Linked DNA regions of Rattus norvegicus: region 1 is linked to region 2. The links are chromatin contacts, called in public Hi-C maps. All regions are on one chromosome and are shown on one strand. The core of a region is the stretch at or near the end of the contact, and the rest is flanking DNA. Distances in the headings are between cores, read along the strand shown.

Evidence for each region. Hi-C and Micro-C count contacts between places; a contact is called where the count stands out from the background.
Region 1: a Hi-C map of hepatocytes shows a contact between it and region 2, with 13 times the contacts expected there. The contact joins the promoter of Zdhhc23 here to the enhancer-like site in region 2. A contact is called at or near these places in 2 of 12 Hi-C or Micro-C datasets (hepatocytes and liver).

What each region holds. Positions count from the first base shown.
Region 1 is chr11:70,224,116-70,228,198 of GRCr8, forward strand. Zdhhc23 (zinc finger DHHC-type palmitoyltransferase 23) reads left to right here and starts at 1,579. Exons shown (of 4, transcript NM_213627.2): 1 at 1,579-1,836. The coding sequence starts at 1,694. Gramd1c (GRAM domain containing 1C) reads left to right here. Exons shown (of 18, transcript NM_001191826.2): 18 at 1-363.
Region 2 is chr11:70,189,949-70,194,133 of GRCr8, forward strand. Gramd1c (GRAM domain containing 1C) reads left to right here. Exons shown (of 18, transcript NM_001191826.2): 9 at 1,543-1,705. Among named protein-coding and RNA genes, the nearest start is that of Zdhhc23, 34 kb to the right of the region's middle. Within about 2 kb of position 2,058, at least 4 of the 93 cell types and tissues checked have an H3K27ac peak or open chromatin away from gene starts, as enhancers often do. A contact at or near this core is called in hepatocytes and liver, where this site is marked.

The DNA.
Region 1 (4,083 bases), core at 329-2,828, 34 kb after region 2:
GAATAAAAATACTGGCTAAAGGGAAGGGTTTCTCTTCACAAGTCCTATCTACTCTCCCTGGGGAAGGGGGCTTCAGAGTAATACCTCCTGTTCCGTTTTGTCTTGTTTTGTTTTGTTTGTTTAGGAACATAGGAAGTATCTGGCTGTATGTTAGAGTGAGTGGATTAGAAACTTCAAATTGTTACATTTAGAAAAATGTTAACTGTCAGAGTGAATGTTTTTGTTGTTTCTCTCAGACTACTTTATCACATACCTCAAAGGTTACCAACGTTGCTTTGTAGATAAAACACTAAATATGTATGTAGAATTAAGATCTTAATCTGTTATATATAGATTGACTTCAATAAAACCCAAAATGTCTAAGTTGCTGTTCTTCTGTTTCTGCTTAAAAACCAAACCAAACCAAACCTAGAAAGCCTGGGGTAGGGAAAACCTGTACGTAGGCCCACAGTTCTCACAGATTTGTGCAGCGACGAAACCCTAGAGAGGACTCTCTTGGGCAATTTCATTGCAAATGCGCAGACTACTGAATCAAAAGTACCACAGAGGCCTGGCTGGAAGGCAGCCCCAGCCACCAGGACTCGCGAGCATGCACAAGTTGGATAAGCCGGGCTTGGGAGCTACAGCGGGCCTCTGGGGAAGGTGGGTGACTCGTGGGGTGGCACCCCTTAACGCGGCGACGGTGCGGATCGAACCCAACGCCTGTTGCCGGCGCCGGAGGCCGGCGAACTCAGGCGGCGCGCGAACGCCCGGGTCTGATCCGGCGCCACAGCAGCACCCCGGCAGCACCCCGAGGGCCCGGCGCAGGTGCCCGGTGGCCCGGCCAGAGCGCGACGGGGGAGGGGCCTCGTGGGCAGGCGGCGCACGTGCGGGCGGCGGGATCCCGGCGCCGGGGGCGGGGCACCCGGAAGCGCGCGCCGACCTGCGGAGCGGAGACCCGGGGCGACTGGCTCGCTCGGCAGGCGCGCGCACCGCCGGTGCTCACAGGTGGGCGACTCCGCCCGGCGCGCCCGAGCCCTCCGTGCAAGGTCGGAGGCGCAACCGCGCCGAGGGGAGCCGGTCCTCCTCCCGGTCCCCGCCTCTGTCGGAGGGCAGGTAACTTCCCCGCCAAGGTCATTCTCCAGGCCCGCCCACGCCCTCGGAGCGGCGGGTTCCGAGTGGGCTGGACGGCGACCTCGGGGCTGCTGGGGCTCCTGGTATCCCCGGGCCGGTGGGTGGTTGCAGCGCCCGGGGCGTCGCTGCCGGCACCTGCGAGGGTGAGTTTCCACGACGCGCAGCTTTGGGGTGGGGACCGCCCGGCCCTTCCAAGCTCGCACCCGCAGGTGAACTGGGCCGCTCTAGCTCTGCTGTCCCGGGCCGCGTGGTCGGCTGTCGCCATGGGAACGGCTGGTACCCAGATGTGGCAAGCCTAGCTGGGAAGGGGAGGAGAAGATGGTCGGAACCCCAGAAGTCAAGGAGCCCCCTTTCAGGCCACGAGGAGCCCGAAAAGCCTGATGAAAACAGGACCCCTCCCCCCTTTTCTTTTTTCTTTCTTTCTTTCTTTTTTTTTTTTTTTATTGCTCAGGCGTTGGCGTTAATGAGAAGTGAAGATGTGTTTACAGGATGTGAGTTGAGTTCTCTCCACCTTTACCTTCCGAGAGCTGCTTCTTATGCCTCATGGTGACAGGTACAAATCTTTACGCTAAAAGGCAATATGAAGCCAGTAAAAAAAAAGAAAACCGAAGAGCCTGAATTGGAGCCCCTGTGTTGCTGTGAGTACATAGATCGAAATGGGGAAAAGAACCACGTGGCTGCCTGTTTGTGTGATTGTCAGGACCTCGATGAAGGCTGTGACAGGTAAGCTTACAGTTTCCAGATGCTAACCCCACTGGTTCTGTTCAGACCTCCATATATCCTTTCAGGTATGCCATCCAGAATGCTGAGTTTTGCTTTTGCTATTCCAAAGGATCTAAAATAGAGAATTGTGTTTGCTGTCAGGTGTGAGGGTTCAGTTTATGAGGACTTCAACAGTTTTCATTTTCAACGATGATGACGGGGGTAGGAGGTGCGGATAGTAGACAGATTAAATGTATTAAAGAACACAGTCCAGCACAAACTGCAGGTTTAAATGAACATTCCAGAAAGTTCTTATATTCTCTGTGATCTTAGTAGATAGAGCCCAGGCATGGGTCATTCCCACTTGGTCACATGGGGCCTGGAGGGTGAAAGATGGCTTTTCTGCTCTCAGCTTACCCCTTGTTTCTGGGAAGAGAGGCCGTGTACACCCTGTAGAGAGTGACTGTTTATATGTGGGCAGCAATACTGTCCTGATTGTAACATTGCCTAATCTTTGACCTTTTCTTTCACCACAATCTCATCGATGGAAATTGCTATCTAAAAAGAAGAGTTTTTAGCATCAGTTAAAAACATTTTGTATCAAGTAGCAATAGACTGGTTTTAGCCATTTTTCTAAATATATATTTTTAAATGCCTGCTTATGGAAGGCGGTAATGTGAGAGGAAGAGGGATGTTGGAGACGAGCTTTTCCCAGAAACTGTCCCTTCTGCTTACAAAGTCACTGTCAGTATAGATTGTTAGGCCAAGAAAAGCTTTGCATGGAGACCACTGCAGTCTTCTGTCACACTTGACTCTTAAAGCTCATGTCCACGTTGTTCCTTGTGTAAATAGGAAGCCTTAGATATGGCTTCTTTAGACTTAGTCTAGGATTCACACTGAGGGAATTAGAGCCCTTTGCGCTGAGGAACGGAGGAAGGGTGCCGTGTCCACAGTGACTGTCACTTAGGACTGCAGCTTTGCCGTTAGCTCTGCTGACTCTTCCTCTCTGCTAGCCCTTGGGGCCTGGGCTGGCCCCTGAGTTCTCTCCTCTGGCTGATTGCCTTTTTCTGGAGGCAGGCTTCCGTGTGTCCACCACCCTGCTGCTCTGTGACTCCAGGTGATATCTCCGACTCACTTTAAGGCGTCTCAAATTACCGTTGCCTAAACTACCTTTTCTTTCTTGCCTGTCTTAGTCCACGCAGGCTGCTGCAACAAAATACTCCTGAGTGGGGTACATTACAAGTGATAGAAGTGGACTGTCTGGTTCTGGAGGTGGAGAAACCCAAAAGCAGAGTGCTGGCGGACTTAGTATCTAATGTGACTCCTCTTCCTCATGGATGGCACCTGCCCACTTCATCTGCACTCAGAATGGATGAATGCCCAACCAAGAATGGTCTTAATTTGTGTAGATATTAATCTCTTTCACGAGATGTCCTGTTGACCTCACACTTCCTAAGAGCCCCCACTCTGAACAAGATTGCATTGAGAGTTACGTTTGAATTTTAGCCACAAATATTGGCTCTGTAGCAATTTACCTCTGCCCCCTCCAAAGAATGTCTTCACATGCACAATACACCCCACCCCCGTAGCTGCCAACCTCCAAAGTTTAATTGTTCAAGTATCAGCACAGACATCTTAAGTCTCCAGAGCGGTCTAGATGGCATCATCTAAGTCAGAAATGGGTGAAACTCATGAAGGACCCACAGCTATGGGCCTGTGGCTAACAGGCTGTGGGCAGAAGAGAGGTTAAGAGTACCTCTTGCTCTTGCAGAGGATCGGGGTTCAATTCCCAACACACTTATGGCATCTTACAACTGCCTGTAATTCCAGTCCCAAGGTATCTGACCTCAGTGGGTACAAGGCACAGACATGATGCACATGCACGCATGTAGACAAAACACTTGTACACATAAAGTAATTAAAAAGTAAAGAAAGAAATAACAGACTGTGTACTTTGAAAACACAACAGTGGGGCATTCAGTGAAAAACATTCCCATGTCAGGAAAGAGAAATGAGAAAGAAAAGTAATGGCAGGTCCCACTCCTACAGGACAAATCACTTGTGATGTAGACATCCTACCTTCCAGACATGCTGAGCTACAAGTTGGACCCTAAGGGCTTAGCTCATACTGTAGCTCATGGGTTGGTGTCTTGGGTCTGCACAGAGTTCATGGGTGGCTGGGTCCATCCTGGGGTTTGAGGTCAGTTCTTTCTTACAGCTTCACTAGGCACTGCCTGGTGAGGCTCTCTGCAGTGGTCGCATACACAA
Region 2 (4,185 bases), core at 808-3,307:
GTTTTTCAAACTCCTGGGCCTTTTTTCCCAAGGAGTATTTGGGTGAGAGTCTCAGGTCTTAGAGATTAGCAAATGTTGTCTGTTTTTCACTTTGTTTGATTTTTTTTTTAATTTTCATCAAATTGAAAATAACAAAAATCAGAAACAACTATTTTCTAAATGAAAATTGTTATAAAATTAATATTCCTTGTGAAATACAGGAAACTATCTGGAGATACAAGCAATACAAATGTCAACAATTTGTTAACTTTTTTTTCCTTTAAAACAATTAGTTTATTTTATGCGCATTAGTGTTTTGCCTGCACGTATGTCTTTGTGAAGGTGTTGAATCCCCTGGAACCGGAGTTACAGACAGTTTTAAGTCATTATGTGGGTGTTGGGCATCGAACCCAGGACCTCTGGAAGAGCAATCTGTGCACTTAACCACTGAGCCGTCTCTCCATCCCCATTCTTTTTATATAGGTATTTACTGATATTCCTATAATAGGAAATGAAATTTAGTTAGCAAGAAGATACAGCATGATCCTCTGCCTGGCTCTTAGAGGGGTTCTGAGTCCGCTAGGCAAGCATATTGCTCTCTACCATGTAATCCCCAAATATATCAACCCCTGGTTTTGGCTGCTTGAAGTGTCAGTTCTCAGGATACTAACTGGTAGTCTAACTCTTCACTAAGTTGTGTCCTGGGTCCTACTTACCACTCAGCTTCCCGACTGACTGTGTTCTCCCTAGGGCTGAGTATCCCTTCAGATCTAGGTAAGGATTGTCTAGAGCAGAAAAGAGAAGGGCTGATATATGCTTTGTATACCCTTCCATCTCTGGACACACAGACGGGGCAAAGAGGATTTTTTTTTTTTTTGGTATAGTTAATACACACTTTGTACTTACCTTCCTGGTTATAGTTAGTTCTATTTGAATCGTAACATAATAATGGCATTTACATTTAATACCCATCAGTTACTATCTCTGTCCGCTAGTATGTCTGTTACTATAAAATGACTTCTCATTAATCATGCCCAGGAAGTATACTTAATCATATTTTGGTATACTTTAATTCTCTGTCTCTTAGTCTCTTAATGGTAGGACCATCAGGCTTGTTGTGAGGTCAACCTCTTCTCCCCATTGCACCCCTAAATGACTTCTATCTTTTTATGGTCTTTCCATTTCTACTTCAGTCCCTGGTTTTAAGAGAGTGGGCACTGGCTAAGGAAACTAAACTGGGTTTGGTTTCTCCCCTTGTCAGTCCCAAAAGAACTGATTGTTCCAAATTGTCGTCTTCTGCTGTGTCCTTTCCTTTGTGCTCTGACCACTCACATGATGGTAACTTCCTTTGAATCCCTTTTATGCGATGTTCTTCATAGGCCTGCCATTCACCACTGTGTGAGAACACTGCAGAAAGGCCTTCATATCCCGGGTAGCATTCAATCCTAAAAGCAGCATTTCGATCCTGTACTCGTCATATTTAATATTAAACTGCTTGCTGTAAAACCTGTGTTTCAAAACAGTTTTTTTTTTAACCTTTAAACCAAATTGTTTGTCTCTTAGGGATTAGGAAAAGAGGGGTCTCAGAGTGAGAGACACGTGAGAAAAAGTCCTTCCCTAGCTTCAGAAAAGAAGTTAGGCAGAGTGCCCTCCAAGACACTGGACTTGAATAAGAATGAGTACCTTTCTCTGGACAAGAGCAGTACTTCAGATTCTGTGGATGAAGGTAAAGAATTTTAAATCTTAACGAAATTCCAGGCATGTCTTCTAATGTTTACCTTTGTGTTAGGTGTGTGTGTGTGTGTGTGTGTGTGTGTGTGTGTGTGTGTGCATGCAGAGTGAGAATTTGATTGTGGCAGCCTCACATTCAGAGAACCAGAAAAGGAATGAATGTGTGTAGAAAACAGGAGACCAGTTAGTCAGTCTACCCATCTTTATTTCTCTCAAAGCCTGGAGTTTGAAGTCTCAATTAGAGTGACTTAGAATTCCAAGCTTTGAGAACTAGGGAGGAGAGGCATGGTGAAATATCTCAGTGCAAGCAAAAGGACCTGACTTCAACCCCTGGCACCCACATGACAAACCCAGCATTTGTTAGCCATGGTGGCACTGGTCTGCCCTCCCAACATCAGGAAGGCAGGGACAGGCAGATCTTTGGTCTCACTGGCTTGGCAGTCTCTCATAATCAATATGTTCCAGGTCCTACTGAGAGGCAAGACCAGGTCTCAGACAATGAAGGTGTCTGTCTCCTGAGGAAACCACACTGAAGGTTGTCTGGACTTCACAGACACATGAACACATGTATACACACAGAAACAAATGTGCCTGAACACTCATTCTTACATAACACACACACACACACACACACACACACACACACACACACACACACACAGGGCTTTCATGCAATGGACATGGAGCAGTGGTAGTGGAATAGAAATCTCTTACTAGAAAGCCTCTATGCCTCTCCTACAGACGGAGGTAAGATATTCCCATTGTTACTGTATTTAGCCTACCTTTCCTCCACCTATAGAAAAATAAGAAATTGAAGGTTTTGTTTGAACACATGTATGAGTTAGCTGTGCAGAGGCTGGATTGAGGACAAGATCTTTTGACTCCAATCTTCTTTTCACTTAAAGTACTTCCCAAGTTGTTCATTACTACTACTACTACTACTACTAGTACTACTACTACTACTAAAGATAGGTTCTCACTGTGTAGTCTTTTTTTTTTTTCTTTTTTTTTTTTCCCGAACCCAGGGCCTTGCGCTCACTAGGCAAGCGCTCTACCACTGAGCTAAATCCCCAACCCCCACTGTGTAGTCTTGGGTGCAGGCCTGTAACTCACTTTTTAGTTCTTTTGAACTCAGAGCTCCTCCTGTGTCTGCCACTGCTGGGATTAAAGGCACGAGTACCATGTCCAGGACTTCCCAACTTCTTTTTTCTCTTCTTTTTTCCAAAGAGATATCTTCTAGGTGTGGTGGTGCACACCTTTAATCCAAGCCTTTGGGAAGCAGAAGCAGGTGTAACTTTAAGGCTAACTTGGTCTACATAATGAGTTCTAGACTAGCCAAGGTAGATAGTGACATCCTGCCTCAACCAATTAAACAAACAAACAAACAAACAGCCATCTTAACAAAGACTTAACATATATACACAGTATATATGTATATATACAATTATGAAGACAATTAGTCACATTCTGAGATAAATATTAATTTGAATTACTGTGTGACTTCCAAAGGAAGTAAAAATGTCTAGAAAGCAACCCTGTTTAGAAGATTAGCTTGTTGATGTTACTTAAAGATTACTATTTCACTCCATATGGGTGACATTACATGCTTTTGATTTTGGTTATCTAGAATATTTTTGAGAAATATTTAGAGATAACTTTGAAGGCAGAAGCATGAGCATACCTTCACAATCGCTTCTGAACTCTTTTATTAGAGCCAATGTATATTGAAAATTTTTAAATTTAAACTTATTTTCAAATCACTTAAATTTTTTTATCCATTTATTCTCTCATTATTACATCCAGATCACATTTCCCTTCCCCTCCTCCCCGCCCTCCCCTCCACATCCCCCTTTACCATCCACGTCTCCGTGTCTCTTCAGAAAAGGGCAGGCCTTCCAGGGATATCAGTTGAACATGGCATATCGAGTTGCAGTCAGACTAGGCACAGACCTCATATCAAGGCTGGATGAGGCAACCCAGTAGGAGGACAAGGTTCCCAAGAAACAGCCCTCCCTCCCTCTGTTCAGAGGCCCACAAAAGCACCAAGCTACACAACTATAATCAAGTCACTTTTAAAGGAACATTCTACAGTTGAAAAAAAATTTTGACAAATAAAAACTGCTAATACAATTCTACATGACATTTAAATATTCTACACGGTATCTAAAATAGCTTATGGGGCCAGCAAGGTGGCTCAGTGGGTAAGGTGCTTGCTATGCAGCCAAAGAGCTTGAGTTCAGTCCCTGGAGTCCACACAACGGGAGGAGAAAACTGACTCCTGCAAATTGCCCTTTGAACCCTGTATGTGTGTGATAGCTCATATACCCTCCCCCACACTAAATAAGGAAATATAAAAAGTAAGATAAATTATTTGGTTTCAGAAGACCAACATGTAGCTAGACTCCAGCGATGATGAATAATCAGAGTCTTTACCTTCTTTCGGTGTCAAGGGTATCGAATGTGCTGCACTCCGGA